2 separate regions of the Oryctolagus cuniculus genome follow, and region 1 is linked to region 2. The links are chromatin contacts, called in public Micro-C maps. All regions are on one chromosome and are shown on one strand. The core of a region is the stretch at or near the end of the contact, and the rest is flanking DNA. Distances in the headings are between cores, read along the strand shown.

Region 1 (6,015 bases), core at 2,338-4,837, 200 kb before region 2:
GGGACGAGGAGGGGGCGCCCCAGCGGCATGCGGGGTGGGGGTCTCGAGAGAGAGCCAGCCTGGTCGGCGGGCCGGTGGGCCCCTGTCTCTTGCCTGCGCCCCCGCTCAGCCGGTCGGGGGCCGCGCGGCTGAGTCACCGCGCTGCGGGGAGGGGAACGAGGGGTTGCGTCTCCCGGAGCGCCAGCCACCTTCTCGCCACTTTCTTGCGAGGATGGCGCAGGAGCCCCAGGGAGCGCCACGGGGACTCTAGGGTCCGTCCTCCGCTCGCTGCTCCTCCAGAGTGGCCGCGTCTCCGTCTGGGCGCAGGCAGGTGCTGCGCGGGCTGGTGTCCGCCTCCGGCCGGGCTCCCCTGGCTTCGAGGGACCCCGGCCCTCTCCCACCTGCCCCGTGTCCGTCCCGAGAGGCCCTCCAGCCCACCGCCCGCGGGGCTCCTCCTCGCCCTCCCGCCCGTGTCCGCGCGCTGGTCCCTCGGTGGCGCGGCGGCCGCTCAGTCCCCCTTACCTGGCGGGCCGCGTCGCCCGGCGCCCGCTCGCCTCCCGCAGCCCGGCCCGGCGCGGCGGCTTTTATAGGCGCGCGTAGTACTCGTGCGGCGGCTCATTCATGCGGCCGCGGCTCCTACACACTGACGCGCTGCCGACGTCAGCAGGGAATTTAGGAAACGGGAAAAGGGGCTATTTATAGTGGCGAGGCGGGGGGGTGGGGGTGGGGACCGAGGCGACAGGGCGCTGGAAGGGGGAGGAGGTGCACGGAAGCAGGACCGGGGTGGATGGAGCCCGCGCCCCCTGGCGAGGCCCACAAAGGGTTAACTTTCCGGAACTGCGGGCTTGGGGCTGGAGGTGCTCAGCGCAGGCAGGGCGCGGAGGGCCGGGTACATGTTTGCTCACTCTCTTCTTCCGGAGCTTCGGACTCCCAGGGACACAGTCCCTGCCCCGCCGGTCTTCACTTGGTAGCCCCCACCCCCACGCCTCAGTACTGGACTGACCGGCCCTATGACGTCACACCCGCACGGCCACTGCGGTGTCGTCACCTTCTGGGAGGGGGTGTGGAGGGCGGGAGAGGAAGCTGGACCCAGAGGGGATTAGGGCACAGGCGGGGGGCGGGGGCGAGTAGGGGAAGAATAGTCGCGGAGAGATAGCAGGGGTCTGGAGAGAGATTCAGGCAGGGGCTGAAGACCCCAGGGAACGCAGGGAAGTAGAGACGAGCAAAGGGGTCTTCTGCGACGGACTGAGGGATAAGGTTCAGGACCAGGGGAGAAGAGGAAGAGGCACCCAGGAGCTGCCACGGGGCCATCTGTGGCATGATGGGCACTGGCAGGGCTCCTAGGAGGGTGGGAAGGAGAGGAGACCAAGGGCCCAGCAGCTTGGAGGAGAGGGGCCGCTTCCTAGAGGAATTGAGTCCCAGAAACAGGGAGAGCCTAAGCCGGGGGGCGGGGTCTCCCTGGGCAGGAGCAGGGAAAGGGATGGTCCCTCCATCAAGGTTAAGCGAGGCTGGCCCCGGGCAGTACGGGGAGCGGCGCGTTCAAAGAGGAGCTGCCCAGGAGTGGGGAGGGGCCGCCAGGCTCGGCAGGGGGAGTCCAAGGGTGAAGTCCACAGGAAGGCAAGAGGGCCCCGCGGCTGCCACCGCAGGGAGCAGGGCTGTGCGACCCTTCCTGGGGGAAGGGGCCAGGGGCAGTGAGAGAGCTGAGGAGTGAAAGCAGAGCAGACCCTGGGTGGGGCGGGTCGGCGGCCCACAGCCACACCGCACAAAGGACCCGTGGGGCTGGGGGATCCTTGCGCGGCTGCGCTCTGACCCCTCGAAGGGAGACGTGGGAAGCAGACAAGACCTGCTTGCCCTTTGGGATCTGGCTTCCCAGAGCTACCCCTTTCCTGCCACCAGCCCCTGTTCCGTGTCTTCTTGCTACATGGGAGTACTCCTATTCTGCCGTCAAAGCCCACTTTTAAAGCACGTCTTCTGGAGGCCTGCCAGTGTCCATCCTCTTTCACCTGGTCCCACAGCACGCCCCTTAGACGGTGCGCCTCGGGCCGCCTCCCCCGGAGGCCCACAGGCCCGGTGCCTGCTGTTTTCACCTCCGGGACCGCAGCACTTCTCTTGAGATGACTCCGTGGGGAGCCGGGGAGGAACTGGTTAAGACGGATCTGGAGCAGCGGGCGGAAACGGGCTGGGCGGCGGGCACCCGGCGTACCTGCGTGGACCACAAGCCGCCGCCGGGCATCCGAGGCTTGAAGCCGCCTTCGAGGAAAGCAGCCTCTGGGGGGCGCCCAAGGCCTTGCTGTCTGTCAGGGACCCCTGGTGGGTCCTGAGTGGCCGCCCCTCGCGGAATGATTCAGACACCACCTCTAGCGGGGACGCGGGGGCGCGGGGGCCGCGCGGGAGGCGGCGAGAGCGGCCCCCGCCCCCCTGCTGCCCCGCGCGGTTGCTAAGCTCTCCAAGGCCGCGGAGCTGCGCGGTCGGGGCGCACCTCATCGGTTACCATGGTTACCCGGCACTCCAGCCTGTCGCGCACGGCCGCGGAGGGATGCACAGCCAATCAGAAGCTGCGGGCGTTCTCGGGGCCGCCCCCCCCCGTGTGTGGGCGGGGGTCAGGAGCCCTGCGGAGGAGGCGGAGCGTGGGCCACGGAGACGCGGGGCTCGACACCCTCCTGGCGTTTCGGTGGGGCCGCGTGGGGACACTTCCGGAGTGGCCGTTGGAGCACCTGCGCGCCAGTGCGGGGGCCTCTCCCTTCCAGGACAGCCGTCACCCTTATGAGCCTGGCCTCTATGTGGGCTGCAGGACCTTTGGGGAGGGGTCCCGAATCTCAGCCCCTTCTGTCGTTTTTCTGTCGGGACAGGGGGAGGAGGGTTGGAATTAAAGCACTCATTCATGAGAAGTCTCTCCAGACGGCTACCTTTGGGAATCTGGGGGCTGGGGTCCCCAGGAGGCGCCATCCAGCCATTTGCAGTTCGTTATTCTGATGCCCCACTGGAGACACGCAAGTTCAGGGCGGGCTGTTTGGGGAACGCCTCTCCCCAGGTTCACGGAGAGCGCTACCCTACGCGGCAGCCCCTAGATTGTCCCAAAGAATTGGGCTTCTGGCAGCGATGGTGCGTGTCTGCAAACGCGCGCACCAGCGTGGAGAGGGTGTGGGCGCGAGTGGCTTCTGATGTGCAAACCTGATCTAAGGACCTGAGTGAGGGTTGGTATGCTGCGTATGTTGGGTAGGCCCGAGTGGACAGTCCCTTACAGAGATGTCTAAGGAGAGGCACCCAGAACCTGTCTATCTTCGTCTGGTTTAGGATTTCCACAACCTCCCTCCCACCACCTACTGCCGCCAAGAGTCCCCTCTTCCGCAGGCAGGAATTTTCTGGATCGGGGCTCAGTTCAAGGCGCCATGGTTGGGAGGGGCTCGCAGGTCTGGGGTCCAGGGCCCCAGGTGGGCACATCTGGGAGCGCGAACCTGCGGCTGGATCCCCCGCCCAGCTGGGCATCGGGAGAGGCGCCCGCCCAGGTGTGCAGAAGGGTAGCCGCGAGCCTGCCTGTAGAGCCCTGCGCAGCCGCGAGGTGGCGCCGCAGCCGCAGCACCGCCCGCCGGCCCGGGCCGCTCCAGATAAGAGTGTGCGGAAAGCGCGGCGGGGCTGAGACGCGACCAGGACGCGGGGAGGACGGAGCAGCAGGACAGACCGACCGGGGGCCCGGCGGGCGGAGGGCAGCGCAGCGCAGCCACGTCCCCCCCTGGATCCGCCGACAGCCGGGCCCGGGGCTTCCGACATGCCCCCCAGGTGGGTCCTGGAGCTGGGGACCGGGAAGGACAGGGGACCCGGGACAGCCCGGTCGTCGCGCGGCTGGCCGCCTTGGGCGCATCCTCTGGCGTGGGCGCCCCAACGCGACTAGCGGCTGGCGCTCGGGGGTCTGGCTGTCGCCCCTGGAGGACTGGGGACCGCCGGGCCGCTGCTGCGCGCCGGGTTCACGCTGGGGTCAACGGCCCGGGGCCGGCTCTGCCCGCACATGGGCTGGAAAGGCGAGGGGAAGGGAAGGGAAGGGGAGCTGGCGGGCGGGGCTGCAGGGGCGCTGCCCTGGCACAGCTCGGCGCCTGGCAGCGGGGTCTGGTGGGGCGCGGGCTAGGAGCTGCCACCGCCGCGGGGAGGGCCGCTCGCCGGGCTCCGGCCGCAGGTAACCAGCTGCGAGGCCCTGCGGGCCAGGCAGGGAGCAGGGTGGGGCGGGCGAGGAAGCTCAGGGCTCGGGCCCCACGGCCGCCAGACCGCCGCCGAAATTGGGGGCCGAGAGCAAAAAACCTGGGAGCGGAGGGACCGGGGCCGGCGCGCTCGTCCCGCCCTGTCTGAAGTTGGGAAAGTTTCCCCCCAAGTTTGGGGCGGCAGAGTTCCGGGGGAGCAGGGGACCGGGGAGCTGCGGAGGGAGGCGCCGGGTCCGCAAACGTCGGGCCGAGGCCGGGCCTGGGGCCGGAACGCGGGTGGGGCGCAGGCCAGGGTCAGGGCCACAGCCGGCTGCGCGCCGTGCCCGCCCGGGGCGCTGCCCCCTCCCTCCCCTGGGAGCTGCGTGGCTCCCCCCTCCCCCCCACCTGCTTCCTGCCTCAGCCTCCTGCCCCGATATAACGCCCTCCCCGCGCCGGGGCCCGGCCTTCGCGCTCTGCCCGCCACGGCGGCCGCTGCCTCCTCTCCCCGCGCCGCGGCCGCTGCCCGGGCCCCGAGCGAGGGCCTGACAGCCCCCGGCCGGGGCGGCGCCACGGCGGGGCCCCGCGCTCCCGTGCTCCGTATCACTTCCCCAAGCTGGGGCAACTTCTCCCGAGGCGGGAGGCGCTTCTCGCTCGGCTCCCCTTCTCCCCACTTGAGCAAACTTCTGGGCCCTGAATGACTTTTCCTGAAGCGGACATTTTACTCAAATCGGGTAACTGTCTCCGAAAGGGTCACCTCGCCTGAACAGTTTTTTTCTCCTGGGAAGCACCCAGTCCGTGTGCCCAGCAGCGCCGGGGGCTCCGGGGCGCGCACAGCCCCGGCCCGGCCGCCTCTCCACCCGCTGGGCGCTCTGCTCCGCTCCTCCTCTTGCATCGGCCCAGGCGGCCTAGGCGCCCACTCCCGGAGGCCGCTGGTCCTCCGCCCGTGCCCAGGCCGCGGTGCTGCATGCCCCTGCTCAGCTGAGGGGAAGGGGAAGGGGAAGTGCCGGCGGCCGGGTCTCGCTGCGGGCCTCTTACCCGGCTGCTGTGTGTCCCCGCAGGAGAGTGTGCTGGGCAGACGATGCTGGACACGATGGAGGCGCCCGGCCACTCGAGGCAGCTGCTGCTGCAGCTCAACAGCCAGCGCACCAAGGGCTTCTTGTGCGACGTGATCATCGTGGTGCAGAACGCCCTCTTCCGCGCGCACAAGAACGTGCTGGCGGCCAGCAGCGCCTACCTCAAGTCCCTGGTGGTGCACGACAACCTGCTGAACCTGGACCATGACATGGTGAGCCCGGCCGTGTTCCGCCTGGTGCTGGACTTCATCTACACCGGCCGCCTGGCTGACGGCGCGGAGGCGGCGGCGGCGGCGGCCGTGGCCCCCGGGGCCGAGCCGAGCCTGGGCGCCGTGCTGGCCGCCGCCAGCTACCTGCAGATCCCCGATCTTGTGGCGCTGTGCAAGAAGCGCCTCAAGCGCCACGGCAAGTACTGCCACCTGCGGGGCGGCGGCAGCGGCGGCGGCGGCTACGCGCCCTACGGGCGGCCGGGCCGGGGCCTCAGGGCCGCCACGCCCGTCATCCAGGCCTGCTACTCCTCCCCGGCCGGGCCGCCGCCGCCGCCGCCACCGCCGCAGCCGCCCACCGCCGAGCCGTCGTCGGGCCCAGAGGCCGGGGTCAACACGCACTGCGCCGAGCTGTACGCCTCGGGCCCCGGCCCCGCCGCTGCGCTCTGCGCCCCGGAGCGTCGCTGCTCCCCGCTCTGCGGCCTGGACCTGTCCAAGAAAAGCCCGCCCGGCTCCGCGGCCCCCGAGAGGCCGCTGAGTGAGCGCGAGCTGCCCCCGCGCCCAGACAGCCCGCCCAGTGCCGGTCCT
Region 2 (6,466 bases), core at 3,959-6,458:
AAGAAAAAGAAAAAAAAGAAAAGAAAAAGAAAAAAAGAAAGGGAGGACATTTGGTGCAGTGGTTAAGATGCCATTGGGGGTACTTCCATCCCATGTCAAAATGTCTGCATTTGAGTCCTGGATCTGGTCTCAATTCCAGCTTTCTGCTAATGTGCACTTTGGAAGTAGCAGGTGAGGCTCAAGTACTTGAGTCCCTGCCACCTATGTGAGACCCAAAGTGAATTTGTGGCTTCTGGTTTCAGCCTAGCATCTGTGGGCATTTGGGGTAGATCAATGGACACAAGATCTCTTTCTCCTCTCTGTTTTTCAAATAAACCTAAGCAATTAGTTTAAAAAGGGAGGTGGGGAGGTTTGGAAAAGGTAGCTGAAAATCCTGCACCTAAAATTCCCCCAATCACTTTCCTTCAGAATATGTCCATCCTGGGGCAAAAAAAAAAAAAAAAAAAAAAAAAAAAAAAAAAAAAAAGACTATAAAATGGCAACAGAATGCAATAGGAGTCTACAGCTCACATTAACCCTCGGCAATCACACTTTTGAACTGCACACCCAAGCTGCCACAGACAGCAAATCAGATTATCTTGGGCCAAAAACAAAGACCATTTCTTGATAAGAAACTTCATTAATTCTATTGACAAGACTGAATTTTCTCACAACTTTAGCTCTTCACAACTGCTTCTCTTTCTGGAAGCAAGAAGGACCCTAGAACTCAGAACTGTAAAGTTAGGTAGACTCCTTGACTCACTCATGTTTTTTTCCTGTTCCTACTCTTCCAGGGAACTAGGACTAGATCCACAAGCAGAGACTGCACTCCAGAGTCACCTCTCCCCCAGAGGCCCAGGGCACAGAGCTTGAGGGTGCATGCTCCTCTGGCCCACCTTCCAGAGCTTGACCTACTTTGACACTGGAAATCTATTTTGCACAACACTTATGGGCCAGGCTGTCTCTTTCTTTGTCAATTTATTCTAAACTGAAGAGTCATGAAAATAAAGGTTAGGTAGCACTATTAACTGTAAAAATTTACCCATGGATCCTTGTAGAAAAAAAGCCCCTGGGGTTCTAAAACCAGATATAGAAGGAGGAACAAGGAGGACAGTTTACACAGCTAAACTCAAGCCTAACCCCTCATGAAAGGTGGATTTCCTGTACAACTGTTCTGACAAGTGGAGGATTAGGCACTTCATACATTCTGCTTGGGTAAGAGACTCAGACAGAAGTGAAATGCCACAGGGGAGAAATGGCTTCTCTAAAGGTCTCTAACGCTATTGTATGCGGGAAGAACCAAAATTCTCAACCAGAATCAACCCCCATACATAGCAATGGCAGGAAGTGTCCCAGATCTACAGGCTAAAGCTCTACCCACCCCCATAGACAACCGCAGCTGTCTATCCCTCTGGGTCTCCTCCACAATGCAGGACTGCTAGCATGGTAAAAGCTGGCATAAATGCTAACACAGGACTATGAGCCCACTCCACCTCAGTCCTAACCCTGAATGTTCCTTAAGAGCAGGCAACTCCAACAGCACAGGCAAGAAGTGTCTCTGGGGTGCCCTCTTGCTGCCATCACGGCTTTTCTGTAAGGTGGAATACTTTATGAATTGATAGAGGAAAAGGGAGGCCAGGGTACAGAAAAGGGAAGTTATTCCAGTGGCAGCCAATGAGTAAAATCCAATGATTTATAGGAAGTATAATCCAATAATATAGTAAAATAAAACAGTGTGTGCCTGAGATGGTTTTGATTCCAAAAATTATAAAACATATTTTTAAAAAAGAGAGCAAGAGGGAGAGAGAGAAGGAGGAAAGAGGAAGGGAGGGGCCAGACTGGAGCAAATTGGGCACAGATGGGGGATGCAATGGGGCTTCAGTGATGCCCTGCCACAAATGCTGCTTCAATTATTCCTTTTCAAGAAGCTAGAGTTTTTTTCCTTAAATTACAAATTTTTCTTAAAAAATTAAAATTCTTAGAGTGGTTGTAGTTTAGAACAACAGTTCCCCTCCAGCATCACGTCAGCCAATCAGATGGCCACTGATGTATTCAACATCAAGGCACCTTTCTCCTCTCAGGCTCAGAACGCCATAGGAATTATCAACTGTGACAACACTCTGGGAACCACCTACCTCACCACGAGCTTGGGACACAGGCATGTGAGGAACACACTGCTCAATGAGAGCTGGCAGAACTGTGGCTTTCCCCACCCATGCATTCAACAAATACTAATCAATACCAGCACTATGCCAAGGCCCCCAAAGATCTCAAATGTATCTGTCCTCAACCATGAGGATTAGGATTCTGGACTCTATGTAGTCCCATTGAAGTAGAATTTTGACAGAACCCATATCAAAAGAAGAAATAGAGGCCGGCGCCGTGGCTCAACAGGCTAATCCTTCACCTAGCGGTGCCGGCACACCGGGTTCTAGTCCCGGTTGGGGCGCCGGATTCTTTCCCGGTTGCCCCTCTTCCAGGCCAGCTCTCTGCTGTGGCCCAAGAAGGCAGTGGAGGATGGCTCAAGTGCTTGGGCCTTGTACCCCATGGGAGACCAGGAGAAGCACCTGGCTCCTGCCTTCGGATCAGTGGGGTGCGCCAGCCATGGCGGCCATTGGAGGGTGAACCAATGGCAAAGGAAGACCTTCCTCTCTCTCTCTCTCACTATCCACTCTGCCTGTCAAAAAAAAAAAAAAAAAAAAAAGAAGAAGAAGAAGAAGAAATAAAGGTATTCCCAGCAATGGACCTCAACCCATAAGTTTTAAGATTATTGCTGAGACCTGAAAGTTTAGTTGGCTAAATGAAGTGACATAACTCAACTTATTTTCCCCTATGTGAAAGGGGCAAGTCTGACCTCATAATCTCTGCCTTCATAAGCAGAGCTGGCTCCAGAGAAAACTCCAACCCAAGAAAGTTGCCATTCTCTTACCACCATATAAGCCTTTTCCTCCATTTTGCCTTCTGTAGTGTCTGTCTGAAGCTTTTAAATAGCTCTATGTCCACAAGGAAAGCAGAAATTGAAAGGGCATCATGGGGCTGGTGCTGTGGTGCAGCTGGTTAAGCTGATGTCTGTAGTGCCAGCATCCCATACTGGTGCCAGTACAAGTCCTGGCTGCTCCGCTTCCAATCCAGCTCCCTGTTAATGTGCCTTAGAAAGCAGTGGAAGATGGCCCAAGTCCTTGGGTCCCTGCACCCACAAGAGATCCAGAGGAAGCTCCTGGCTCCTGGCTTTGGCTTGGCTCAGCCCCAGTGATTGCAGCCATTTGAAGAGTAAACCAGCATATTGAAGATATCTCTCCGTGTCTCTCCTCCCCTTCTCTGTAACTCTTTCAAATAAATTTTTTTTTAAAAAAAAAAGGGCTTCACAGTAAAGTGTCTGTAACAATATGATTTCCATCCCTGGACTGCAGATACTGTGAAAGGAGGACAGTTATACAAGGGTAGCACTGAACACAAAACATGAGTGATTCATTATAGTACTCGGCATTGGCAAAGCACACACTGTTTAAGTAAGGACTTCCCTGTTGCTCTCCAAATCATGTGCCCTAGGCACTACATCTACAGTGAAGGCTCGAGCACAGACTGAGAGGATCTGGACTGCTTTGTGGGCCACAAGATCTTCCCTGCTTCAGGCTGGAATGCTCCTTCTCCACAGAGTCCAGGAACTGACATACACAAACACCCACCCAGAAGGACATGTCCAAGGAGAAATGGAAAGAAAAATGATGGCCCAGATGTTCTGTAACACACAGCGACTGCCAAATCACCACAGACCCAAGCACCTGGGAGAGCCAGGCAGCGTCACGCCCTTGCTTCCCGGTCTCAGCCAGACAGGGACCACGGCTCGGTGGTGACTCTGATAGCACAGAGACTAGCCTGGAGAAAAACCTTTAGAAGGGCACTGGCTGACAGGACAAGGGGGCTGAACATGCAGGGCTGATTTATCACTTCCTTACTCATAAAAATGTGACTCAAACTGCTGCTGATTAGTGAAGGATTTAAATCTTTACCCTCTCCCCAACCCCCTTTGCCTCTCCACCCCCGGCACAGATGCTGCTACTCAGCCACAACACCCCCTTCTTGCCACTGTCCGTGCAAGCACAGCACAGGGGCCCAGAGAAGATGACTCATGTGCTGGGAAATGGAAAAGTGCATCTTCCCACCAACCAGCCCTGCTGAGCGCTCTGCTCACCCCTCTCCCAATGGCAGCCCACACAGTGGGGTCTGGACAGCTGCCTCAGCTGCACACCGGGTCCTTGGCAGCACGTCCACAGAGCTCTCTGTCCTAGTTGAGTGTTACATCCTGTGGCCTGGGCTGTTTTTCCCTGAAACACCCTTGGAGCCTCTGACCACCTCAGTTCATACTCCTCCTGGCCCCAGCTGTCTCATGGAGGTGAGAGTCAGGGCAAGGTAGTCAGGAGGAGCAGGGTCTCAATTATAGGCTTTTATGTGTCTTTCCTGGCTAAAGGGTCCTCATTACAACCAACCATGAAAAAGAGTCCTAGAAAAAAGTACCTTGATCCCAAATCGGGGAACCATCCATTTCCTTCTTTCTCTGTAGTCACCATCTCACCTTCCTTTCACCCATATTTTCTTAACCTTTACTTAACAACAGCTATAAGAAAAGGACTCACTGGTGGCTTATGAAAATGCCAAGGTATTCCTTTTCACAGAGCAGAAGCTGCTAAAAACAGATGCTTTGCAGGCAAGAGCTGCAGGTCCTTTATATTCACACCTGCAGAGGCCCCAGGTCAGTCACTGCTGGAACAATACCCTGGCAGAGGTTGCAGCTCTGTACAGGCGCCTCGCTGATCGCTAAGGTTTGTTTTCCATGGGAAGCAGGAAAACCAAGACGAGGGCATCTCAGGAGGTCCCTGCTTCAGAGTCTAGTGAGCCTCCTATTGGGGAGCAGGAGCTCCCTCCCCTTTGCATTTTACAGTTTCCCGGGACAGCATTTTACAAACTTTATTTTCTCCTTTTTGGAAACCAGTGTAGGCCCCTAGTACTCCATTTTTCCTCAAGGCCATTTAAACAAATAGCCATCTCAGGAATAATTAGCCAAGTTCTAAAAGGCATCTGAGTCTCTGCATCATGCCTTATGCTGGCAATTCTAAATGCTGTAGCAGGCAGCATAAGAGTAGGAAATTCTCTCAGATTCAGATGAGACTAGCAAAGGCCCTTGCTGGGTCCCAGAGGAGCCATGTTTCAGGGAAGGTGTGGCATACTTACTAATCAGGGACGTTCCCTGCCAGTAAGATGGGCATAACTCCCAGGTACAAGTGAGAAGGGAACTACGTCAAGCTCAGAGAGAGAGAAAACAGGTTGAGAAAAGTATGACAAGAGAACCTGCAACACTCAGTCCAGAAACAACAGGTCTGTTTTACAACAGTCTCCATAGGGTAATTCCTACTTCCTGGCATTTCAGATAATAACCTGCTAGCCCTGGGACAGAGTACTCTCTGTCAATTCTTTCAAATGATTTCTTGGCAGCGTGGACCAAATCCTCCTTACAAACAAACACAAAAAATAATGCCAATTCCATGCTACACATATTTCCATCAGGGCAAACCACAACACCCTTATCTAAGTGGGGTGGAGGGAACAGAACAGATTCTGGTAACATCCTTTGACTATGACCTGGTCATCAGAACAAGCTCCCCACCCTACCCCCACTCCCATCTACCACTTTCCACCCTGCCAAACAACTCCAAAGAGGGTTAAGAGAAGTGTTTCAGAATGCACACTAGCATACTACTCTAATTCTGGGTCGGGTAGATTTTGTGCTTTCAGATTTGAGTCACCAAAGCTCATCAATTCTCTGTTCTTGCTCCCTGGCAGGCTCCCACAAGGGATATCCCATAGGGAACTAGACTTTTCCATACTGAACAAACAGGGTACATGAGTCCAGAAACAGCTATTCCCAATCCCTGCCAAGCGTATGGTCTCTGCAATGAAACATTTCAACAATGCCTCTCCCCTGGGAGAGGCTCTGGGTCTGCAGCCTCCAAGAGGCCTTGCTGCTGCCTTTAGCATGGCCAGATGTGCAACAGCATCTCTAGGTTTGCAAATTAAGCTCTATACCCATGATTCCCTCCTCCCATCCCACTCAAGCACTAGAGTCAGAAATTTTGGAGAAGAAACTAAAGATCCAAGCAGCAATGGTGGACAGGGCAGTGTGTGTGTAGCGGTATGGTAGCACAGGAAGGAGGCTAGATTAATTTCTATCTGTAAAGAGAAAGAAACTGGACATTCCTTACCTTTCAACTGGGAGTTATGTACAGCAAACATGTTGATGGTCATAAGCTGCAGCATACGGATACTTCCAATAGGAGAGGGGCTGTGCTGCAGTAACACCTGGAACTCCTGGAGGACCTTCTCAGCCACTGCAGGGAATGTCTCCATCCTGCAGGTAACAGCAAGCCCACTGGTGAGGCATATCCCTGAGAGCACTTGGTGTAGACACACACACACACACCTCTCTCTCTCG

The links. Hi-C and Micro-C count contacts between places; a contact is called where the count stands out from the background.
Region 1: a contact with region 2 is called in a Micro-C map of ear pinna, with 3 times the contacts expected there. The contact joins the promoter of HIC1 here to the enhancer-like site in region 2. A contact is called at or near these places in 5 of 6 Hi-C or Micro-C datasets (ear pinna, liver, psoas muscle and 2 more).

What each region holds. Positions count from the first base shown.
Region 1 is chr17:47,534,521-47,540,535 of mOryCun1.1, forward strand. HIC1 (HIC ZBTB transcriptional repressor 1) reads left to right here and starts at 3,588. Exons shown (of 2, transcript XM_002719041.5): 1 at 3,588-3,756; 2 at 5,207-6,015. The coding sequence starts at 5,227.
Region 2 is chr17:47,729,288-47,735,753 of mOryCun1.1, forward strand. SMG6 (SMG6 nonsense mediated mRNA decay factor) reads right to left here. Exons shown (of 18, transcript XM_051824498.2): 10 at 6,237-6,382. Among named protein-coding and RNA genes, the nearest start is that of SMG6, 73 kb to the right of the region's middle. Within about 2 kb of position 5,209, at least 4 of the 8 cell types and tissues checked have an H3K27ac peak or open chromatin away from gene starts, as enhancers often do. A contact at or near this core is called in ear pinna, where this site is marked.